Linked DNA regions of Mus musculus: regions 2 and 3 are each linked to region 1. A link is a contact called in public Hi-C and HiChIP or PLAC-seq data. All regions are on one chromosome and are shown on one strand. The core of a region is the stretch at or near the end of the contact, and the rest is flanking DNA. Distances in the headings are between cores, read along the strand shown. Region 1 has its middle 80 kb from the start of Sucla2. Region 2 holds the start of Nudt15 (nudix (nucleoside diphosphate linked moiety X)-type motif 15). Region 3 holds the start of Sucla2 (succinate-Coenzyme A ligase, ADP-forming, beta subunit).

The links. Hi-C and Micro-C count contacts between places; a contact is called where the count stands out from the background. HiChIP or PLAC-seq counts read pairs in DNA pulled down with a chosen protein or histone mark.
Region 2: a contact with region 1 is called in an H3K27ac HiChIP or PLAC-seq map of heart atrium, with 8 read pairs. The contact joins the promoter of Nudt15 here to the enhancer-like site in region 1. A contact is called at or near these places in 3 of 15 datasets of contacts at CTCF or cohesin (CD8 T cells, embryonic stem cells and pro-B cells), 6 of 484 Hi-C or Micro-C datasets (the G1E-ER4 cell line, cardiomyocytes, embryonic stem cells and 1 more) and 1 of 115 datasets of contacts at active chromatin or transcription factors (heart atrium).
Region 3: a Hi-C map of liver shows a contact between it and region 1, with 2.3 times the contacts expected there. The contact joins the promoter of Sucla2 here to the enhancer-like site in region 1. A contact is called at or near these places in 4 of 484 Hi-C or Micro-C datasets (embryonic stem cells, liver and nephron progenitors), 1 of 115 datasets of contacts at active chromatin or transcription factors (heart atrium) and 2 of 9 other capture datasets (adipose tissue and pancreatic islet).

What each region holds. Positions count from the first base shown.
Region 1 is chr14:73,631,510-73,634,107 of GRCm38.p6, forward strand. No RefSeq gene overlaps it. Among named protein-coding and RNA genes, the nearest start is that of Sucla2, 80 kb to the left of the region's middle. Within about 2 kb of position 1,297, at least 51 of the 459 cell types and tissues checked have an H3K27ac peak or open chromatin away from gene starts, as enhancers often do. A contact at or near this core is called in heart atrium, liver and pancreatic islet, where this site is marked.
Region 2 is chr14:73,523,947-73,526,544 of GRCm38.p6, forward strand. Nudt15 (nudix (nucleoside diphosphate linked moiety X)-type motif 15) reads right to left here and starts at 1,303. Exons shown (of 3, transcript NM_001360484.1): 1 at 1,114-1,303. The coding sequence starts at 1,268. Gm41209 (a long non-coding RNA gene) reads left to right here and starts at 1,356. Exons shown (of 3, transcript XR_874819.2): 1 at 1,356-1,600; 2 at 1,891-1,963.
Region 3 is chr14:73,551,496-73,554,093 of GRCm38.p6, forward strand. Sucla2 (succinate-Coenzyme A ligase, ADP-forming, beta subunit) reads left to right here and starts at 1,291. Exons shown (of 11, transcript NM_011506.4): 1 at 1,291-1,402. The coding sequence starts at 1,313.

The DNA.
Region 1 (2,598 bases), core at 47-2,546:
TACTTTGTAACTTATCTAAGGCCAATGGAAAAGATGGCTAGGGCCAGACACTCCAGTCTTTATCAGAACCTGGGCACATGCTATGCTATGTATTTCATTAACAACCGGCTCACGCCCAGTTTCTAAATCTCCGCAGGGATTGTCCTTAGAGGACCTAAAACTGTTTGCTGTCCCCATGGTCAACAGCCAGCTGGTGACTGGCAAGCAGGTGTTTAACCTGAGGTGACCCTTAGGACTTGACACATATTCTGGCTGTGGTTACAGGGCAAAGGTGAGTTTCAGACTTGCAGAGTCAGTTCCTGAAAGTAACTGCCAGTTCTTCTGGAGAAAGGACCCTGGAATGGTAAACCACCGGCTTTCTCCACATGAGCAGGACATAGACAAAGTGAATGTTTCAAAAGGGACATCAGGGGAAAACTGCTCTGCCCTGCTCTCCATCTGGCGCCATGCTGCCATCGCTGGGCTTAGAGCTTTGTCACTTGGAGAACTAAGTGCTCAGCTCTTCTGACAGAGGGGCTCTGTCCCTGGACCACCTGGTAGTGCTGGATTTCCAAGTTGGTGGGTTGGGGGGGGGCTTTGATATTAAGGGTGCTCTCTAGATTCTACGATACTTTTTTCTTCTTCTTCTTTTAGCATGGATGTTGGTGTGAGGATTTGTGATGATGGAATGGTTTCCCAAGATTCCCAAGCTTGCCACCTCTGCCAGGGCATTCAGTCACAAAAGTACAGCAGCCCCGGATCTTTCTTCCTGTCTTCCCTCTCTTCCGCATTATCATATATTTATGTGCAGTCAGAGCTTACATGTATGCATTAGCCCATCTCCATACTTCTTGGGGGCATATCTGAGAATATTATTGAAATGCTTCCAAACCTGTTCTTTTTTTTTTTTTTCTTTTCCCCATAATGCAATTTAAGGCCTCAGTGAGGGAAGCTGTTTCAGGGGGCAGACTTGGAACTGAGTTTTCTCTTTCCATCATTATCTTGAAGCTAGGGGTTCCTCACAGGGAGCAGCCTTGGCTTTTGTAGGGCGCTAACCCAAGTATGTGGATTTCTGTGGGTTGCCTTTCTTCTTTCTCCATCCAGTGGTGGCTTATTAGTGTCTCACCCGGACAGGAGCAATCCTGATCAAGGCAACTCTCTTTGTTGTTTGAGAACCCGATGACATGTGTGAGAAAGGAAATCTTGGATTTTGGCTGAAGTTGGACTTCTGATTGACCCGTCCTTTGAGTACACTCTCCAGTGCCTCTGACCTTGGAGAATTAGAAGTGTTTTGCCAACGCCTCTCGCTGTGACTGGCATGCAGTCAGTGTTTGTTGTACGGAATTGTTTCTGATTAGTCATGGCACCGAGCCCGGGCAGACTGGCTGAGCATCAGAAACATCATGGGGTGGCTTCCTGCTGAGGAAGTCTTCCTGGGCAATGTAAGTTTTAGCGGTTGGTCTTGATACCATCTGCACTTGTGGTAAAAGTACCATGGACTTCGACTTCAACAATAAGGACTTATTGTCTCAGCTCTGGAGGCTAGAGGCCCAGATCAGTGAGTTGGCAGGATCAACTTCTCCCAGGGCCTCTGACCTTGGCTGGCAGATGGCAAGTCTCCTTGTCCTCACATGCCCTTCCCTTGAGTGTGGCCTCCTCATATTAATTTCTCTTTTTCTTTAAATGGCCATTAATCTTTTCCTGTTTTTCTCCCCTTCCTCCTCCCCCTCCTCCTCCTCCCCTCTCCTCCTTTCCCTCTTCCTCCTTTCTCTCTCTCTCTCTCTCTCTCTCTGCCTCTCCCTGTTTCTCTTTCCCTTTCTCCTTCTCTCCTTCTTCCTTTTTTCTTTTTTGAAACAGGGTTTCTTTGTATAGCCCTGACTGCCCTGGAACTCAACTCTGTAGACCAGGCTGGCTTCGAACTCAGAAATCTGCCTGCCTCTGCCTCCCAAGTGCTGGGATTAAAGGCATGCACCACCACTGCCTGGACCTTCCTTCCTTCCCTCTTCCTTCCTTCCTTCCTGCCTTTTTTTTTTTTAAATAGAGTCTTAATTATATAGCTTTGGCTTTTTAAAAAAGCTTATTATGTAGACTAGGCTGGCCTCAAACATGTAGAGATCCATCTGTCTCTGCTTTTGAGAGTGGTGGGATTGGAGGTATGCACCACTATGCCTGGCCTTTAGTCCTTTTCTTAAAAGGCTGTAAGTTAGATTGGACAAGAGCCTATCCATAGGATCTCATTTACCCCTAGTGACCTCTTTAAAACCACTGTTCCATTCTGAAATACTGGGGCCTGGGGCCTCAATAGATGAGTTTGGGGGCAAGGAACATAGATTGATGCATATGCCACATACATTTTTTGTACTTCTGAAATCAAGGGATCAGGAACTATCAAGATAGGAATGAACTTTAACCACCAATTCCTCCAGACTTATCTACAGACCAGGAACATTGAGAGAATATTGATGTGCCCAATTTTGTGCAAATCTCTCTCTCTCTGCGAGTGAGTGTGTGTGTGTGTGTATGTATGTGCTCAGCTGGGGAACAGCAAGGCCCAATGATTCAGATTGTCTTCTATGTCTTCAGAAATAAGGATTTCTGTTTGTTCTGCATAGAAGGTCT
Region 2 (2,598 bases), core at 53-2,552, 110 kb before region 1:
ACCACTCCCCAAAACCCAAAACAAAACCAACCAACCAAACAAACAAACAACAATAAAAAACAACCCAACAACAACAAAACCCAGGCTTCTGAGTCAACTGTACCCAGGAAAAAAAGAAACATTAATTAATGTTCCTTTCGGGTTGTGTTTTGAAAGTGCATTAAATGCCTTCCTTATGCTTCAAAATTCCAGTTTAAGCCTAAAAATTGAGGCAATTAGGCAACAGAGAAAGAGATGATTAGCATTAAGGGGCATGCAACACTTGTACTTCCAGGCCACATAGGAAAGTACAGGTTACCATCAAGAGGAAGGAAGTTGTCAGCCTGGTAATGTTTCCCTGTCATGGAGAGCCAGTGAGAGGCTCCTCCATCCAGTGAATCCATCACGCCATAATCCCAACACTCAGAAAACTGAGGCAGGCAGATCTCGGTCTCTTATAACTAAATAAGCCTATTAGATAATAGTGACCCAGATAATTACATAATAGGAAGTCTCAGATTTCCTTTGAAATTGTCTACAGAATCAAGTATGGTGCTTGTTAGATAAGGCGTAGGAAGGCTTGAAGCTTTACCTTCCAAGTGTTTTATAACACTACATTATTTTATATTACTATACAAGACTAAAGGAAATCACACCGAATCTGGATGTCTTAGATACTTTTATTGTATTTTAAGGCACACTCTCGGATTAGAACACATTTTTGAGCAGAGCCAGGGTTTCTTCACGATTGCACAGAAACTGACTTAGCTACCCTTCCCCCTTTGTGGGACTGACACATCCACATCGCAGAAGCGGCGGGGCCAGCCTCACAAAACTCTGATATATTTAAATCTCATGGGGCAAAAGGAAAAGTCCCAGTTAACATCCACTTTCTCTGTAAACACTAAGAAATACAAACGACTTCCACTTGCAGCCAGGAGAGGGCAGAGCGAGGACTAACGGGGCCCGGGTACTGGCACAGCACCCCCTCCTGGCTGGATCCCGGAGGACACCGGGGCCGTAGAGAGCTCGCGGAACTCAACTGCGCACTGAAGCGCGTCACACGGACCGAGAATGGCGTGCGGACTAGTGATATTCCCGAAGCTTCCGCTTCCCGGAGGTCGTCCTGCTCACCCGAATTCCAAATGGCCCCCAGGAAGCTGGAAACTGCCGGCTCCAAACGATCCTTTCCTTTTCCCCAGAAGGACGCAGCGAGGATGCTCGCAGCTCAGCACCACCACGCCGACCCCAACTCCTGGCCGCCGCCTCGGCTCTGCGTTAGCGGCCATAGCATTTGGCTGACCCCGGAAGTGACGTTGAAGCTGTACGGGAACCGGCAGGAGCCTCGCTGATTGCTCGCTGAGTGTTGTGTCTCACGAATCACCTGTCGCCTGGTGCATAGATCATGCAGAAACAACCATATAAATAACTAACATAAGAGTACTGAAAGATGATTTGGGGAAGTAAATGAGACTAATTAAGTTTCTTTAGGATAAATTCATATTTTAGAGAAAAACAAATTATAGTAGATAAAAATATACATCAACTAAAACTGAAATATGAAAAGAAAAACTTGGGGAAATCAGCTGTAACAAGATTGACATCTTAAATCTTTGGACGGGTGGGTTTACTTTAAAAGTATTACTTTATTTCTACTAATGTGTGCATAATTTTAGAAACCCAATAGTACAAAACTGCCCAAGGACAGACACTATCCCTTTTAGCCCTGCTTCCAGAGACAGCTTTAACTCTTTGAAATGTTAGTTTTTATATTTCCACACATATATCTGAGTGTATACTTAATTTGTATCCTAAGTAATTGTCTTAGTGAGGGTTTCCGTTGCTGTGAAGAGACATTATGACCAAGGCAACTCTTATAAAGGACAACATTTAATTGGTGCTTGCTTGTAGGTCCAGAGGTTCAGTCCATTATAATCAATGCAGGAAGCATGGCAGCATCCAGGCAGTCGTGGCACTGGAGGAGGTAAGAGTTGTATATCTTGTTCTAAATTCAAACAGGAAAAGATTCAAACAGCAACTGGGAGAAGTATCTCAAAGCCCATCTCCCACAGCGACACACTTCCTCCAAAAAGGCCACAACCACTCCAACAAGGACACACCTCCCTGGGCCAAGCATATTTAAACTACCATAGTAATCCATTAGAAAGTTTCAGTATCCATTAGGTATGCTTAGCAAAGTCCTAAGTTTTGCCAATCAACGAATGTGCAAATGAATAGACAGTTTAAAACGAGAAACAAAAATAATAACTATTTTTAAAAGTGTTGACTATCTCCATTGAGGAATTGAGATGCCATCTGTACTGGCTGGTTTTGGGTGTCAACTTGACACAGGCTGGAGTTATCACAGAGAAAGGAGCTTCAGTTGGGGAAGTGACTCCATGAGATCCAGCTGTGGGGCATTTTCTCAGTTGGTGATCAAGGCATGAGGGCCCACCATGGGTGGTGTCATCTCTGGGCTGGTAGTCTTGGGTTCTATAAGAAAGCAACTTGAGCAAGCCAGTAAGAAAGATCCCTCCATGGCCTCTGCATCAGCTCCTGCTTCCTGACCTGCTTGAGTTCCTGTCCTGACTTCCTGTAGTGATGAACAGCAATTTGGAA
Region 3 (2,598 bases), core at 41-2,540, 80 kb before region 1:
AATTCTGCAGGCTTCACTTTCCTGTCTCTTCTTTGATGGCTGAACACGTTTCATTTGGCTTGCTTACAGGAACACAGGCTACGCCACTGAATGAATGCACTCCAATGCCAACCATTAACTTTCAACCAATCCTCAAGGAGGGGGGAGGCCTCATGAGACCATTACCCCCTCCATGAAAGGATGCTGCTGATGGGTTTCACGGCTAGTGGGGTATCTCCCCCCCCCCTGTGAGTTGTAGAGTAGTCTGGAGTTCTTTAACTTCTCATTGTAGCTTCCATTGGGATGGGATTGCAGGCATAAACTATCAGGCATGCCTTGGGGTGGGTATATTTTAAAGTTAGCATACAACTCATAGGCTTTCTTACAACTCATAGGCTTTCTTACACCATTTTTATAGTAGTTTTGGTTGATCCCTTCCTTCTTTCCCTCACCGCCCTGTTCCTTCTTACATGAGTCTTATTAGTTACTGTGCCTTCACACAAACATATTATTGTGTCTTCTCATGGGGCCCTCTATAGTTTCTGGCCTCTAATCCTTGCTCACACATAAATACATACATATAAAAATTTAAAGATAGCATATTTAAATTTGAGAGAACATGTAATAGGTCTTTCTGGGTCCTGGGTTACCCCATCTTTTTCAGTTCAAATGTGATAGTATTTTCTTTTCTTTTCTTTTAATATGTATGCATTGTTGGATATATGTATGTGCACGTGTGTGCTGGTGCCCAGGGAGGCCAGAAGAGAGTTTCAGAGCCCATACGCAGTGGTGAGCTGTCTGACATGAGGCTGGGAATTCAGCTGAGTGCCACAGCCGTACCAGCTCCAAACTACTAAGCCATCTCTCTAGCTCTCTCAAACACTTTGTTAGGAGTGTTTTCAGTATGGGCGGCTTCAGTAACTAGTGAGTAACAGTCTTTTGAGTATCAGTGGCACTGTCTTTATTATTTTGTGTTATGTTTTATTTTAGTATCTATTGTATCCTAAAGGCTCAACGCATACATTCGCTTTCCCTAAGTAACCCCATTTCACTTGTGAGGCCACTAGGGCTCAGAGAAGGTAAGAAGACTGAAGTAGCAGCGTCACAGTTCTCTAGGAAGCGTTCTGATGGCCCCTTGTCCACATGTCACTGAGGTCAAAGTTCTGAAGGCCAAAGTTTGCTTTGTGCCTGCCAAACCCGGCTCCTCCGGCAGCGACGGGGTTAACGCGAGGCCCCGCCCCCGAGGATTGTCCTTGTCTCGGGCCGGGAGCGCCCCGAGAGCAACTGCGTCTCTGCGCCTGCGCGGTGCCCAGGGGACGGGTCGGACTCAGAAATGGCGGCGTCCATGTTCTACGGCCGGCAGTTGGCCGCGGCCGCCCTGAGGAGCCACCGGCCGCAGACTACGCTGCGAGCCGCCGCCCAGGTAAGCTCGCCCTGTTCGCTTTGGCCGCGGGGGTCGGCGGGCAAGGCTCAGGGGCGCGGCCCAGCTCCGGGGCTCTCAGCGGCGCTGGCACGGCCGGGATGCCCTGCTCTGCACAGAGGCTGCGGGCCAGGGCTGCGAGCTGGCGCTCGGGGCAGCTGGGCTCGGCTCCGTCCCCCGGCCGCTGGAGGCCCGGCAGGGCGGCCTGGCAGTCGGCCTCACCTGCGGGAGCCTGCCGGAGCGATCCCAGAGGGGACGGGGGCTGTCCTTGCCCGGGGCCAACGCTTCCGGACCCCCTTTGGGTAAGGGGATGCCCTTCAAGTGTACTTTGAGGTCCAGCAAACTGTCGTAGGTGGGAAGGACTTAGGAACACCAGCAGAGCTGATCTATCAGTCAGTCCTGGTAGTGAGTACTGATAACGAGTTCTTCAGTTTCCCAGCTGATTAGATGGGAGAGTAAGGATTAGATGGGAGAGTAAATCTTTTAGAGGATTTCACTTCTGGACAGACTCTAGTACCTATTTTGCTGCTTTGTTTCTCGACATTTAGGGAGTGTCAGATGTTGTCCTAAGGTCATTAGGCTTGTCAACAGCACAGGGGTTGTCATTAAGGCCAGTAACCATTGATGACGATCTGATGATGGCTCAGAGAAGTACTTTGGCCTAGGAGACATAGCAGTCTGAGACAGAACTGAGGTTTAGTTCCACAAGGGTCCATTTCTGAAGCTGTGTGCTTGTTGTGTCTGTTCTACAGCATTCAAACACAAAAAGTGGGTACTGGGAATGCAGTTTATTTGGTAGAGGGCCTGCCTGGCATGTAGGAAGTCCTGGGTTCTATCCCCAGCATCCTTGTAACCTTAGCACTTAAGGTGGAGGCAAGAGAATGAGATATTCAAGGTCATCTTTTACATACATAGTTCAAGGCCAGCCAAGGCTTGTCACTAAATAACAAAGACAAACCAATTAAACAACAACAAGCCCCAAACAAATTGGCCCTCAGTGTTAGTACCTTAAAACTTCAAGAGCGGGATTAGCTTTCTAAGATAGAGTTTTGGTTATGTTTTGAAGTAACTAGACACATCATAGGTGGATAGATTTAGCCCCCTCCCTTCCTTAAATAATGCTGCCAAGTTTTAAGAGGATAAGGATTTAGTGAACAAATAGGATTTTATTCTAATAGTTTTTAATCTATTTGAAAATT